2 separate regions of the Thunnus thynnus genome follow, and region 2 is linked to region 1. A link is a contact called in public Hi-C data. All regions are on one chromosome and are shown on one strand. Each heading gives the region's core, a stretch centred on a gene start, on an enhancer-like site or on the middle of the called end of the contact. The rest is flanking DNA. Distances are from core to core; before and after follow the strand shown. Region 1 holds the start of rngtt (RNA guanylyltransferase and 5'-phosphatase). Region 2 holds the start of akirin2 (akirin 2).

Region 1 (3,166 bases), core at 337-2,836:
GTGATGGGGGACAAAATCGGTCATTTCGTGCAAAAATGCATTTAAAAGTTGATGTGAAGTCTGAGTTAGTCACATGAAGTGGATATCTGCCACATTTACAGTCTTTTTAGCATCAAATTCCCTCTTTGTGTTTCCTCAGACAGTGTTTCCCTGTTGAGCTGTGGTGGAATAACAGAAAGAGGGACTTTGGCACAAAAAAGACTAACATTGAAAGATATCTACTTGATTTGACTAAATTGGATGCTGAAGCGTCATATTAGCTTCAGATAAACTTTTAAATGCGTTTTTTGCACAGAAGGAGGACTGTGGATTTTGGCCCCATCACTTACATTGTATGTGCATTATGAAGGATATTCTAATGATCAGTATGGGCAGGAGGAATGATTACAGCAAGAAAAAACAATTTCAATGTTCATTTGGGCTCCTGACTGTTGTTTTAAGACAGACTTGAAAAATTATGAACCTGTCCTTTCATGGATAACGACCACCACACTGCATAGCATCTTAAAGTGAAGCACAACCACGCTATCGCTTCGGTTTGTTTTGACACGTGATCGACAACGGAGCCAGCCCAACCCCGTGACTGTTTTCAAATATATTTTCTAAAAATGGGAAATAAATGAACGAAACACAGCCCACAAATAATTAAATTAGAATTATTAGCGAGGGGAAAACACGCATGTCTACAGAGAGTTGAATGTTGACAGAGCGTTAGCCACAGGTGCCACGTTAGCTAAACAAGCGCGAACCATTACAAACTTCATTCAGAAAACTGGCAAATTAAGTTGGCCTCGCTACAACTAAAAAACGTACACACTCTTTAAAACGTTTGAGCTCCTATAGTTCGTTAGTAACATCTAGTCAAATCGGAAGTCAATTTCACACCAACCATCACTTCTTTAAATAAAATAATATTAATTAGGACTACACTGCTCGTTAACTTGACAGTGTTGTGATGCTAACCTGGCATTTATGTGTGACTGAAAATGACCCAAAATAGCTACGTACTGCTTGTTATATCAGAACGTTTAGCAAATTAAAAAGCGGGTCATAACGTTTCCACTACTGCCAGCATGCTGTGCGATAAACACAAGACTCCCACTACGTAGCTAGTAGCATTAGCAGCGTGAATGAAGCTTGTTAATCTATCGTTGTGTTTTCTTTCTCTCACCGGCCACAGGTTGTCCTCTTCTAGGGCAATTCCGCCATCGAGGAGGGGGTCCGGTGTGTGACATGTTCAGGGGGAGAGGTTTCGGTGCAGTGAATCACTGGTAATAGTTAAAACCTCGCTACCCGTGTGGCTGGATGGTCACCCGGTGAGGTCGCGGTAATCCCTGGCTGTCGCTCACTCGAGCACCGCGGACTCAAGGCCCTCTGGATACTAATTCAGGACAATCATCCACTAAGTTTGAGCCCGATCAACCTCCTGACGGGCCGGCAGACATCTACACGAAACATATGTTGTTATGACTCACAGCAGAACAGCATCTCAGATATGAAGTTATATTTTGGTCAGCTTTCCGTACGTCCAGATTGTTAGCAAGTAGCTAGCATAACGTCATTAACGTAGCAGTCGCAAAACGAGCTAGCTAGCTGGGGCTAAACTAGCTAGCCTTCTTCTTCTGGTTGTTAATGTCTGTAGTTTAGACGGCATCCTGCGTAATACTGTCACCTGCAGGTACATACGAGAAAGGACACCAAACTACAAAATCCGTTTGGACACATGATCGCAGAACATTTATTTATGGGTTTTAAAACACACTGTCTTTTAAAAATGCCATATAACTTATATATAACTATATATATATGTGTGTGTGTGTGTGTGTGTGTGTGTGTGTGTGTGTGTGTAGGTAATCTGAAGAAATTTCACCCCATGCTTCCTGGAGCACCTCCCACAAGTTGGATTGGCTTGATTGGCACTTCTTACATACCATACCGTCAAACTGTGCTGTCCACAGGGTATGGCATGGCATTGCAAAATGGAGTGATAGCCTTCCTTATTCAAGATCCCTTTTACCCTGTACATGTCTCCCACTTTACCATCACTAAAGCACCCCTAGACCATCACATTTCCCCCACCATGCTTGACAGATGGCATCAAGCACTCCTCCTGTATCTTTTCATTTGTTATGTTTCTCACAAATGTTCTTCTTTGTGATCAAAACACCTTAAATTTAGATTTGTCTGTCCATAACACTTTTTTACAATGTTCCTCTGTCCAATGTATGTGTTCTTTTGCCCATCTTAATATTTTCCTTTTATTGGCCAGTCTCAGATATGGCTTTTTCTTCTTTCTGGAGTCGCCTCTTCACTGTTGACATTGAGAGTGGTGTTTTGTGGATACCATTTAATGAAGCTGCCAGTTGAGGACATATGAGGTGCCTATTTCTCAAACTAGAGACTCCGATGTACTTCTCCCCTTGCTCAGTTGTTCACCGGGGCCTCCCACTTCTCTTTCTATTCTGGTTAGAGCCAGTTTGCGCTGTTGTCCGCAGGAAGTAGTAAATATTGTTTTATGAGATCTTCAGTTTCTTAGCAATAGCTCACATGGAATAGCCTTTGTTACTCAGTAAATCAACAAGAATAGACTGATGAGTTTAAGAAGAAAGTTCTTTTTTTTTACAAAATTTTCAAAAGGACATGGATATATATTGTAATTTTTGTGAACGGGGACCTGAAGATCAATGTCTATTTTATGTTTATTTGGGACCCCAGTCTCAGAAGTTTTGGCAGCATGTCAGTGCATCATATCAACACTTTGGCTCAGAATTTTCCCTTCCTTATCAACATGTACTGTTTTGTTGTACTAATTACTCTTATGCTAAAGCTAATGAGTACAATATAATCAGTATGATCTCATTGCAAGCAAAATCACACATTCATAGATCTAAATACTCCAATCACAAATGAAATTGATTAAAAGCAGTTTAAACCATTTTGCACTCTAAGAATAAGAAAGCTTGTAAAACACAAAATGTATGTACTTTATTTAATATTGTTCTTTAATGTTCTTGCAGATTCTGATGTCACTGTAATATGTTGTTTCTGTGCTGGAACACCTGGCTGTTTGTTGTTACTGTTTTAATACAGTTGGAAAAATACAAAATACATGGCAGTTTTCAAATGTATTTCACTTGATGAATATTTATTAAGTGTTGCAGTGTCT
Region 2 (3,166 bases), core at 423-2,922, 140 kb before region 1:
GAATTTGCTCTGAAACAAAGAAAAACATTTCACAATATAACTGACATCTTCACACAAAGATGCTTCACTTGTATGCAGACAAAACTGCTGCACAATTCAGATTTGATCATTTCAAGTGGCCCTTGAGATGACTTCAGATATTCAATGAGACTATGAATCATTTTCCAATTCAGTGAGCATCCAATATAGCAAGCAGCACAACCAGTCTTTAATTAAACACAGCAACACAAGCTTTGAAGGAATGTTTCCTGCCATCATACCAATGTACAGCACTTCCCCAGTCCAGGGTAAACTAATTCTTATTAACAAAGTTTCATGTAGAAAAACTGCTACACATTGAATTAAAGTATACTGAATTTACAAATGGACAATAAGTCACATTTGTTCCTTTACATGTGTTTTCTGTAAGAAAGGATTAACATTAATAACATTCATTCAACCTCACAGATTTTCAGATGAAGATTTGACACAATGGATAATATAACAAGCTTTTAAAATACAACACATTGTTAAAGATGAAACCAGTGGTTTCCAACCTTTTTGGCTTTTGATGTCTTAAAAGCAGTGTGTAGTCGGGGACTGAAAGCAGATTTGTGTATAAGAACTTTGTTTTTTCTTCTTTCCTCTAACATAAATCATCTCACAACCCCTCAGATTTATCTGGTGACCCATTGGAGGGGCCGACCCCTAGGTTGGGAACCACTGGAGTAAACTAGCTAACTGTATATAAAGTAGTTGAAACTAGCTCCACCTCCAGCAGCTACAACAGTAACATGCTGCTCTAATACTGATGCTTCAGTATTTATAATCTAATGATGTCATATATAATAATAATATATCAGTCAGAGGGACCAAACCATTCTGGTATTTATACATATGTACTTGTACTTGAGTAGGATTTTTCATACAGGACCTTTACTTGTAATGAAGTATTTTTACAATGCTGTTTTTGTACTTTTACTCAAGTAAAGGATCTAAGTAGCCTACTTCTTCCACTCTGGATACAACTATTAACACCAGCACTACGCTGCTACCAATCGTAGCCCGGTTTGCACTTGTGTTGGGTTTTAATACAATCAACTAACGTTACAGATTAAAGACATATATATTTATATACAGGCCTAATCTGTGACCTTAAATTCCTACCTGTGGTGAGCCTGGAGGACACCTCCCCGAAAGGTGAGGGCTCCATACGCAGATATTTCTGCGGTGAAGAGACCGGAGACATGACCGGGGCGCACCTCCTTCTTTTCGGGGAAGCCGAGCTCATTAACGGGTCAAAATCCAGAGTCCTTTTCAGAGTAGCTCCACAAGCCATCGCGCTGAAACGTGTCTATAAAGCTAAACTATAAAACATAAAAGTCCGTGTTATCTGGGGGAAGTCGCCGGCCTGGGCCCCGGTCTGCGCTACTACTGCTAGCTAACGTTATCTAGGTTGGGTCGGCGACTCCGGACTGAAGACAAATACGCACTTTTTTCGTCTCTCGTTATCTTCTGCTGGTAAATCGCAAAAAGTTAAAGTTACCAAAGAGATCTTGAGATAAACTGGATAAAATAATTTAGGTTAAATGTGGCGTAAAGTCTGATGATTACAGATTTCGCCGAACTTGTTCCGAGTACCTTTAACGGCTCACTAGCTTACCTTCTATTCTGTTCTATTTTGTCGCTAATGGGCATGCGCGTGAAAGCGGTCTCATGCTGGTACTTGTAGTTTTTTATTCCCCATAACAATCATTAGTTTATTATCTCGAGTACTACATTTCCCGAAAACCCACATTCTGTGCTTTTTTTCAAAATTGTTTTGTTTGTTAAAACCAAGCCTCAAAGCCTCTGAAAAGTTTCTCTTTCTTTTGAAACTTTTTTACGTATTTATACAAAGCAAGGCATGTTTCATACCTAGAAGTAACCCGAGTTTTACAGAGTACACAGGCAAAAGCACAAGAAACAAATCATAAGAATAACAATAAAAGAAAACAAGCAAAAGCACACAATAAAAAAATAAAAGCAAACAAGCAAAAGCACACAGAATAAAAACAATAAAAACATTCACACAAATAAAACTGACAAAAAATAGATCAATTTGTAGGAGCAGGCCAAATCACAAGGACAATGATAAAAGATGCAAGCTGGTTTGTAATCAGTTGTGAACGTATGTAAAATTGTAGATCAGACCACATAAAATACAGTGTATTACACAATTTAATTAAAAGAAGGTAGGTCTTTAGTTTGGATTTGAAAGTAGTCAGCATAGTCTCAAATCTGAGCTACAAGAGATTCAATATTATATTTATACTACACTAACATATTTATGCACAAAATGGGTGTTCACCTCCCATAACTATTATTACATTATAAGTTAAAAAAAAAAAAAAAAAATCCTAGCCATTTTAACTTGATTTTGTTAACATTCCCTAAAATCAATTGGAAAAGGAAGCCAGCTCGTCTGAAATGTAACCAATCCAGTGTTTGGGTATTTAATGTGATTTCTTTGCAGCTATGTTATTTGTAAGTACAGTTTTCAGTGGTCAATTGGGGGCATTTTCTGGTTCAAACAAGACAATAGTGCCTCAGAATAAAGTTATGTCGAAGAAAAAGTGAAATTATAAGTCTGTAAATTGATAGCCAACTCATAAAGAGGGAAATGAGTTTCACTGCTATGATGATAAACAGTTATGTACGTGGGATGGTGGCAGTACTAAGGATTACTGACCAAAACAATTGATTTACAAACAAGTACTTGGACATTTCAAAGCTTATTCATGGCATGGAAAACTCCCTGAGAACCCATCCCTTGCACACACACACACAAAAGTTTGAGACATTTCCTTTCTATCACTACCACTTCCTCAACCACCTCTACACACACACACACATATTTTGAAATGTAGAGAAATGAAAGAGGCTGTGTAAGTCTCTGGTATTGCAACATTTGTTTCTAAAGTCAAATAAGCAAAACATTATTCATATTGATTATATATGATAACATAGTGCTTCATTGGACTGTACTTTTTGTGTCATAATCCTCCAGTGTCACACTGGAAAGCTGTCTTAATGTTTTGGTAATTATAATCAATGTGAATTGTTAAGTTTAATGGTGTCACACTGGAACAATCCTGCATCCTTTTTGCCACTGTTGTAATTACTTAAAGGACAGGTTTAAACAATA

Evidence for each region. A called contact is a pair of places that touch in the nucleus more often than the background predicts.
Region 2: a Hi-C map of muscle shows a contact between it and region 1, with 7 times the contacts expected there. The contact joins the promoter of akirin2 here to the promoter of rngtt in region 1. A contact is called at or near these places in 2 of 3 Hi-C or Micro-C datasets (both in muscle).

Annotation. Positions count from the first base shown.
Region 1 is chr18:21,656,654-21,659,819 of fThuThy2.1, reverse strand. It overlaps rngtt (RNA guanylyltransferase and 5'-phosphatase), which reads right to left and starts at 1,586. Exons shown (of 16, transcript XM_067571633.1): 1 at 1,172-1,586. The coding sequence starts at 1,235.
Region 2 is chr18:21,798,207-21,801,372 of fThuThy2.1, reverse strand. It overlaps akirin2 (akirin 2), which reads right to left and starts at 1,672. Exons shown (of 5, transcript XM_067573375.1): 1 at 1,147-1,672; 2 at 1-9. The coding sequence starts at 1,318.